Linked DNA regions of Sus scrofa: regions 1 and 2 are each linked to region 3. A link is a contact called in public HiChIP or PLAC-seq data. All regions are on one chromosome and are shown on one strand. Each heading gives the region's core, a stretch centred on a gene start, on an enhancer-like site or on the middle of the called end of the contact. The rest is flanking DNA. Distances are from core to core; before and after follow the strand shown. Region 1 overlaps RASSF6 (ras association domain-containing protein 6). Region 2 overlaps RASSF6 (ras association domain-containing protein 6). Region 3 has its middle 27 kb from the start of CXCL2.

The links. HiChIP or PLAC-seq counts read pairs in DNA pulled down with a chosen protein or histone mark.
Region 1: a contact with region 3 is called in an H3K27ac HiChIP or PLAC-seq map of alveolar macrophages, with 4 times the contacts expected there. The contact joins two enhancer-like sites. A contact is called at or near these places in 6 of 47 Hi-C or Micro-C datasets (embryonic fibroblasts, epiblast stem cells, fibroblasts and 3 more) and 1 of 2 datasets of contacts at active chromatin or transcription factors (alveolar macrophages).
Region 2: a contact with region 3 is called in an H3K27ac HiChIP or PLAC-seq map of alveolar macrophages. The contact joins two enhancer-like sites. A contact is called at or near these places in 2 of 47 Hi-C or Micro-C datasets (epiblast stem cells and fibroblasts) and 2 of 2 datasets of contacts at active chromatin or transcription factors (alveolar macrophages and skeletal muscle).

The regions. Positions count from the first base shown.
Region 1 is chr8:69,788,216-69,791,027 of Sscrofa11.1, reverse strand. The region is part of intron 4 of RASSF6 (ras association domain-containing protein 6); the gene reads left to right. Among named protein-coding and RNA genes, the nearest start is that of RASSF6, 43 kb to the left of the region's middle. Within about 2 kb of position 1,392, at least 2 of the 83 cell types and tissues checked have an H3K27ac peak or open chromatin away from gene starts, as enhancers often do. A contact at or near this core is called in alveolar macrophages, where this site is marked.
Region 2 is chr8:69,771,313-69,774,012 of Sscrofa11.1, reverse strand. It overlaps RASSF6 (ras association domain-containing protein 6), which reads left to right. Exons shown (of 11, transcript XM_005666740.3): 11 at 1-487. LOC102166306 (alpha-fetoprotein-like) reads right to left here. Exons shown (of 14, transcript XM_005666743.2): 14 at 225-2,700. Among named protein-coding and RNA genes, the nearest start is that of RASSF6, 59 kb to the left of the region's middle. Within about 2 kb of position 1,337, at least 1 of the 83 cell types and tissues checked has an H3K27ac peak or open chromatin away from gene starts, as enhancers often do. A contact at or near this core is called in alveolar macrophages, where this site is marked.
Region 3 is chr8:70,128,560-70,131,269 of Sscrofa11.1, reverse strand. No RefSeq gene overlaps it. Among named protein-coding and RNA genes, the nearest start is that of CXCL2, 27 kb to the left of the region's middle. Within about 2 kb of position 1,394, at least 17 of the 83 cell types and tissues checked have an H3K27ac peak or open chromatin away from gene starts, as enhancers often do. A contact at or near this core is called in alveolar macrophages, where this site is marked.

The DNA.
Region 1 (2,812 bases), core at 143-2,642, 340 kb after region 3:
CTTGGGGATGAGTTTCAGGAGCCCAGGTAGACAAGGTAAGTCAATACCTTTCCTTCTTCTGCAGAAGAGGATAAATTAATATCCTTATTTTGTGTTTTCCAAGGAATCTATGTGCCTTTTTTCATTATTTATCAGAACAATGCTGTGAATCAAACAGGAATTATCTTCTTTAGTTTAAAATTGAGAAAGACTATCCTAGAAAACTTGGCTTGCCCTTTGCCATTGTACTGAGACTTACTGGGAGAACATTTGAAGTTAAATGCACACTCGTATTGTATCAGATTTTTCTGGTGGGTAAGAATTATCAGAGAAAGGTCCCACTCTTCTTACACACATGATCAAGGTTAGATTCAGTTGTGATTAATTAGCAGATTTAATCTTCTAATTAATTAGCTAATGTGCTAATCTTTGTGGGAACCAACAGAATCCTCGGAAGGAAGGGGCAGCATAATTTGAAATGGCTCTTTCTCGGCTTCTGATTCCCGTGGGTGCCAAGCCACCTAAGGTGTGTCCTTTGTTTCAATCCAATCCTAGACACTCTCTCTCTGTTTGCCATCCTTAACATGGTATTTGTTTAAATTCTAAGCCTTAAAGGGAATTGTGTAGAGAAGGAGACTGCACACTCACTCTGTGACACTTCTTCTTGTTCCTTTTCCCACACGGGGTTTCTGGCTGCAGAACTTACACCTCTCCTCTCACAGGATCAGCGATTTAATATCTCTAGTAGGCAGTTGTGGAATAAAAGATATAAAAGTTGTACACTCAGCTGCAGAAGGGCTGCAATCTTTCCTTTCAACTCACCTTTGGAGGGGACTGTCTGTTTGTCAAGCTCATTTGTTCTAATTACCTCTAAAATGAGTCACATTGAATCAGTTTAATGGAAATGGCAAAAGTTGGAAAACAAATCAGTTTGAGCTGTGACCACTTGTGATCCTTTATGAAAAAAATTCTGTGGGCAGTACTTTAATCTTTTATATCTGGTCCACATCTTTTGTTCTGGATTTTTTTTTCCGTAAAAACAGCCTTATTGAAGGTTATGTTTGTTTGCACCAGTTTTCATTTCTGTCTTTGATGTCTTTCCAAAGTCAGTTTTGACATGCTTTGGACAAATCATGGCAGAATGGTAAAGAGCAGAAACTGGATAGGTGTACATTTGAATAACACCCATAGTGGGGTTTTTTCTTGCAAAGGGGATAGGGAAGTGACTGCTTTCATTCAAATATCTACTTCTATCTTTTTTTTTTTTTCTTAGTGCCATACCCGTGGCATATGGAAGTTCCCAGGCTAGGGGTCCAATTGGTGCTGCAGCTGCCAGCCTACACCACAGCCACAGCAATGCCAGATCCAAGCCACGTATGCAACCCACACCGCAGGGTGTGGCAACACCAGATACTTAAACTCACTGAAAGGGGCCAGGGATCAAACCCGCATCCTCATGGATACTAGTCAGGTTCTTTACTCCTGAGCCACAACAGGAATTCCTCTACTTCCTTTTTATTTTGCAGTTCATTATAAAACCTCCCCATTTCTTAAATTTGCTAATGGGGTACACGCTGAAGCTTGGTCTAAACATGGCCAACAGTCCTGTGCTTGGGCAAGTTCAACTCTTTGATATTACATCAAGTTCCAACCAGTTTTCTTTGGAAAACTCTGTGTAACTGCCCTTAAGCTTAGTCATGTGCATAGTTGTATGTGGCGACATTTCATGTTACACAATCCAGAGCTGAAAATTGGATGTTGGGTTGGGTTGTGAGTTTTTTTGTTTTTTTGTTTTTTTGTTTTTGGTGTGGGTGTATGTGTGTGTGTGCTCCCAAGATGGTAGGGAGGAAAAGGGTCCAAACACTGACTGTCTTAAGCCATGTTTATTCTTCGGAATTTATGTGACACCACTAAGGTGGAAGTAAGGACAGATGTCAAGTCTGCCAGGATTACCAAGAGTTTATGTTACGTCCCTGGCCTGGCGTGCATGGATTCTCTCTCTTCCCCCGTGTGAAATAGCACAGAGCTGCCTGGCCTTTTTAGCTTCTATGTTACATTGGTACTTTGTCTTTTCCATTGCTAGCACTCTATGATAATGGCATTTGCCTTTTTAAAATCAATCTTCTCCAAATTGGGGAAAATTTATCATGTTATCCATCATAAAAATAACTAGATTCTGAGTCAGGACCTAAATAGTTCTCCTTTGAGTTGAAAGTTATTGAGTTAAAGTTGCCTATAGTTCTTGGGCTTTTATGACATTTGCTTTGACTGGCTATATTCTGGATAGTACAGCCTAGTAGAAAATCAATGAATAAATAGATTACGGGTTTCTTATGTCCGTCATAAGGCTATTATTGTGAGGTTTAAGTAGTATAAAATTTGTAAAAAGACTTCCAAGGAATTCTAAGATCAAGGGAAAAAAAGATCATGTTTATTCATATTTTCCACCATTAATATGAATAAGCATTTTTTTGTTCTTGTGGTGGCCAGTGACATTTGGGTAGAATTAATGCCACAAATTCCCTAGAAGCAGATTTTTTTTTTTTTTTTTTTTTTTTTTTTTTGGTTTCGGAAAACAGACATGGAAGAGATTCTTGGTAGGACCAAGGCTGGTCCTAGATGTGATATATACTTTAACCTAGAGAGATTGGATACGATCTTGGATCACTAATGGCTCTTGATCCATCATGAAATGGATATAAATGATGGGGATTATGACGACAATGACAAGGAAGATGAGGATGATCATGATAGTTTTTAACACATATTGATTGCTTGCTATGTGTTAGTTTTCAAGGATTTTACGCAAATCAACTCATTTAATCATCTCAAC
Region 2 (2,700 bases), core at 88-2,587, 360 kb after region 3:
GAAAGCTTCCCTGAGCCTGACCAACCAGCCCCTGAGGAATCCTGTAAAACCAACTTCCTCCTACAGTGTTTCTCCAGCGCCCTCTACTGACAAAATATGACATCTGTAAGCTGCAAAGGAAACAAATTTAAAGGCTCCCATATCGGTTTTCCCAGAGCCATCAGCAAAGAATCAATTTGGAACACAGAGGCGATAAAATAACTGGCATGGCAACAAAACACAAATGAAAGTGAAATATCCTTTTTGGTCTATTAAAAAATTAAGAAGGTATAATATTAAATACTCAACAGATTACAGTGTGATAGGAACTTAAATTGCTGATAAAAATACAAATAGATATAATGTTCCTTGAAAGCAATTTTGGTAGTAAGTTCATCCTGTAATTGTAGGATCTTATGTTGGAAATATTCAGATGTATAAAGACACTATGTAAACAAGATCATTATTTGTTGTGATAAAAGGAAGCAAATAGTCTAATGTCGAAAAATAGAAAAGATTAAAGAAGGAAAGAAACATTTACCCATAGCATGTTATGAAGCACTTAGGATTGTTTTCAAACAAATTTTAATTATAAGTTATTTCTCCTATGTAGCTAGATAAGAATATACACTAAAATGTTTTAACATGTATTACCCATGAGATATATAGATATATGTTTATATATGTGTGTGTACTATTTGTACATACACATTATAAACCAAAACAACATGTCAAATGTGGTTATGCCTGGTTTGTAGAATTATGTGTGATTTATATTTTTTGTATTTTTCTATACTTATTAAATATTCTACAATTAACATGTATTACTTTTTAAACAAGGAAATAGAAAATTTTTTATTAAAAAGTTACCCACAAAAAAAATTAGCAAGTACATGCAAGCATAGAGTTCTACGAGATGAAAAAAAAAATTTTTAATATTCAAATGAGACATTAACATCACTACTGTGGTAGTTTTAAAATATATCTATGGGGAGTTCCCACTGTGGCTCAGTGGTAACGAACCCAACTAGAATCCATGAGGACGCAGGTTTGATCCCTGGCCTCACTCAGTAGATTAAGGACCCAGTGTTGCCATGAGCTGTGGTGTAGGTCACAGATGCAGCTTGGATCTGACATTGCTGTGGCTGTGGTGTAGGCCAGGATCTGCAGCTCCGATTTGACCCCTAGCCTGGTAACTTCCATATGTAGACATGTGGCCTTAAAAAGCAAATAAAATAAATAAAATAAAATAAAATGTATCTATAAAGTCTTTGATACTCCTCCTCTCAAGAGATGGAGCCTAATCCTTCTCACTTTGCCAAAGGGCTGGGCTTAGTGACTTAATTCTAAGGAACAAAGGAAAGCAGAAGTGATGTGTGTGGACTCTGGAGATTAAGTCATAAAAGTCACTGTAGCATCCTCCTTGCTTGTTCTCTTGGTTTGCTTGCTCTGGGGGAAACCAACTGCCATGTTCAGAGCAGCCCAGGGAAAAGGCTTATAATGATAGGGACTGAGAATTTCTGCCAAAAGCCAACAAGGAACTGAGGCTCCTGTCCACAGCCATGTGAGTGAGTCATCTGCCAGCCCTGGTCAAGCCTTCAGATGACTGCAGCACTGTCTAATAGTTTGACGACGATTTCATGAGAGACCCTGGGCCAGAAAACCCAGCTAAACCACTCCTGGATTCCTGATCCTCAGAAAATGTGTGAGATAAGAAATGTATATTATAGTATGCTGCTACATTTCAGGATAATTTGCTATATAGCAATAAATAAGATATAATTTCTGAGACAAAAATCCATTCCTTTCAGTCATCTTTGCATAATATAAGAATATAAACTTTTGTCATAAAACCATTTATTGTTTGGGTGGTTCAAGTATTTCATTACCAGTTATATATTAGTTCAAATTCAATTCTAGGTAATATGTTGTATTTATTAGGGATAGAGGACCTGTCCCATTCATCTTTGTATACTTTGCCATTCTTAATATTGTATACTGTATATGGGATGTGCTCAATAAAAATCGGTTGAATAAAGGACTGAATGAATTAATGAATGAATAAAAGAATGAGCAAATAAATGATCTGAAATGTTTTTTAAATTCCTTGTATATATATGCCTCCTTTTTCGCAAATTTGATCCAGTAGCCAAAGAAATAAGGAATCTTTTCTATATGGTTTTCACCAATATGGTGGTGTATTTTATTAACTTTAAGCTGTGTGAAATATTCATTTAGGCAGCATTACTATGGAAATTTGTTTAGGGCTGTTCAGATTGACTTCAAGAGCTGAAGGGGAGGAGTTCCCACCATGGCTCAGCAGTAACAAACCCTACTGGTATCCATGAGAACATGCGTTCAATCCCTAGCTTTAGGTTCAATCTCTGCCTCGTTCAGTGTGTTAAGGATCTGGAGTGCCATGAGCTGTTGCAGCTACGATTGGACCCCCAGCCTAGGAACTTCCATATGCCACAGGAGGTGAAGGGGAAAGTCCATTTACAAAGCAGTTGATGAGGTCAAAAAGATGGCACGATATCTATTATATTGAGATATCTACATGTGCAAGGAAGGAAAAGAATAGGATGCAATTCAATAGGGCAAACCCTTCAACAGCATCCATTTTTCTTTTAATAATGGCTAACCTATTAGCCATTTGAAATTGTTCATATTTGACCTAAATAAGCAGCAATTTCATATTGTTCAAACTAACAGCATTTACTA
Region 3 (2,710 bases), core at 145-2,644:
AAGCAACACATTACAATATGTGAACATAATGTAAGATTAATGGTTCATTTTTGAACCTAAGTGATGTTTTAGAAATCTTATTGACAATTCAAATCATCACATTAGCAGAGTGAAACCTCTAATTAAAATTAATAATGAAGCGACCTAAGGATTAATAATTCAAGTAACATCTAGTTTGGTAAGATGTCTGTAGAACACAAATTATGTGAAAATTGCAGTCATAAAAACCTAAGAAATAATTTTGCTGAAATGCAGCTGAGAAAAATAAACTTTAAGCCATTAATATAGCGTAACTCATAAATTATGCATTTCTTTACTGCGCATGCATCCAAACATGGCCTGTACAATAACAGAACACTCAGGTTTGTGGAACAATTAAATTCAGTTATCTTTGCTATTTTGCTGACTCATCACATAAAGTCTGTAAGTTTTATTTATTTTTAAAATGTCTTTGATATGTATTTGTCAAGGTAGAAGCATAGAACTATTTTATTTAACATTTTGTTAGCTTATTTAGAAAGTTTCAAATATTTAGGCAGGGGGATTGGGCCTCCCTTTGAACCTTATCCCAAGACCTCACAACTATTAGAGATGGGCTTGAGCGCAGAGATATTGGGGAAATGCATTTAGGGAAGGATTTCTGAAAAGGATCCTAGAACAGATGACTAAGGAGATGAGTTTGGGAAAAAAGCTGAGTAATATAATAATGTATTTAAATGTGTACTCCAGTTTGATACCCTCTTGAGGGTTTATTGCTTTTTAGAAATAAGAATTGTTTATTTTCTATTTGTTTTTATCTACTCACAGGGTTTATTTTATAAGGCTTGGAATGCAACTATACTTAATGGCTTGAAATTAGGACTTTCTTGGGAAGGAAGAGAAATGGAACATAGATAATGAGTTTTCAAGATGAATACCTCAGATGGGAAAGTTATACCAAGGAAAGTAAGGCATGTTTTTCTTTCAAATATAGTTTCTTGGCCAATTAATAAATTTTACTTTCACTTAATCGATTCTCAATAACATAATATGAGAAGGTGTTATTAGAAAAAACAAAGAATTATTGTCTTGCCTTTAGTGGTTCCCCAAAGTATCCTTGAAAACTTCTGTGGTGGGAGAGATACCTAATTTTTTTTTTTTTTTTTTTTTTTGTATTTTAAGAATCTAACCTCTACACACTTGCCCTAAGTTAGTTTGGACAAGTTTTAAGCAAAATCTCTTTCATAATTAAATTTAAAAAAATACTAGTTAGTTCTATACATTGAAGTACTCTAAGGTATAGAAATTTCAACAGCAGGAAGGAAGTTTATTTCTCAATTTGCACTTATTACTCAAGAGGCATCAAACTGCTCATGAATTAACATCAGGATGTTGTCTGTCATTTCCTGGTGTGAGACTTTCACAGTTCGGGCAAAAGTCTGACATGGTCCTCATGTGTCTTGGGATTTGTTCTCAGACAGCTGAGCCTCATGGTCAAGTTATAGCGACCATATCCCTGTACCAAATAGAGGGGAATCCAGATCTTAGAACAAGAATATGGAGTCAGAGGATCTTGCCAAGTACACCTTTCTTTGATACTTAACCTTTGTGACTATAGTTTCTTGTTGACTGGCATTGCCACAGGAAATGTGCTTTGAGGTTCAAACAACTTGTTGGGCTCGTGGCTCAAAAACTGAAACATCAGCAAGATGAAATAGTATTGCCCAATATGCATTACTTAGAGCACACAATATTTAGGGGAGAAAAAGTCAGCAGGATTCAGCCTACAGCCTCAGATTTGCCAACCTTGAGTCCACTACGGGGAACAGAAATGAAACAAGAGGAGGAACATTCTGATCCTGGCAGGAAAGGCAACAGGATGCCAGCAGACTCAAGGTCATGTTTTTCCCCTTCTGTTGAAATGGCAAGCCCGTGACACATGTATGCAAGTGTAACATGGAAAATAATTTCTCGAAGACAACTTCTTTTTGCCAAAAGTTTCCCTGGTTTTCTTTGGCTCAGGCTATGGATGATAATTAGCTTATTTTGGAGTCTAACTCTTTCAGTTTTCCTCCAAGCCAGGACTAAGGAGTGTTGATCTCACAGAAAGGCCAGAGCCTTACACGGAGGGTAGAGTGAGAGAGGCCAGAGGCCAGTGAGGACACAAGTGATTTTCCTGATACCCTGTTCCTTTTTGCCCTCCTCCTCCCAGCTCAGAGTGGCTAGAGTTCACCAAGAATAGTAATTGTCATCCAAACCAGGGAACAGAGATGCCTATCCTTTGAGGCTAAAACCATGTCACTTTATTCAAGGTCCTATGCAAAAATCTCCTCTTGAAGAACAGGATATGCTCACTGACACCCAGGCTAAAACATAGTCATAGTTTCATGAAGAGAAAGACACAGAAGAAGGAAGCTTTCTGGACCTGGAAACGTATCATCCCAAGGGACCTGCAGGAGCTCATCACTGGTCAGCGAGCGTTTCCCAGCATTGCTTTCAGTCATTGCTGTGCTCAGTCCAGCTCATCTCACTGCAAGAGCTGAGTGTTAGCTAGTTCTTCATTCTTGGTAGTGTAAATTCTTGGTGGCTATGGTGGAGGGTTCATGTCACGGAAATTAGCAGATGCTATAAATCTGGAATATTTTTTTTTTTTTTGAGAGCTGCTTTACCAACACACTGTTATATACGTCTCCATCCACATCACCCCCCGACCCCAACCTGCACCCCCTAT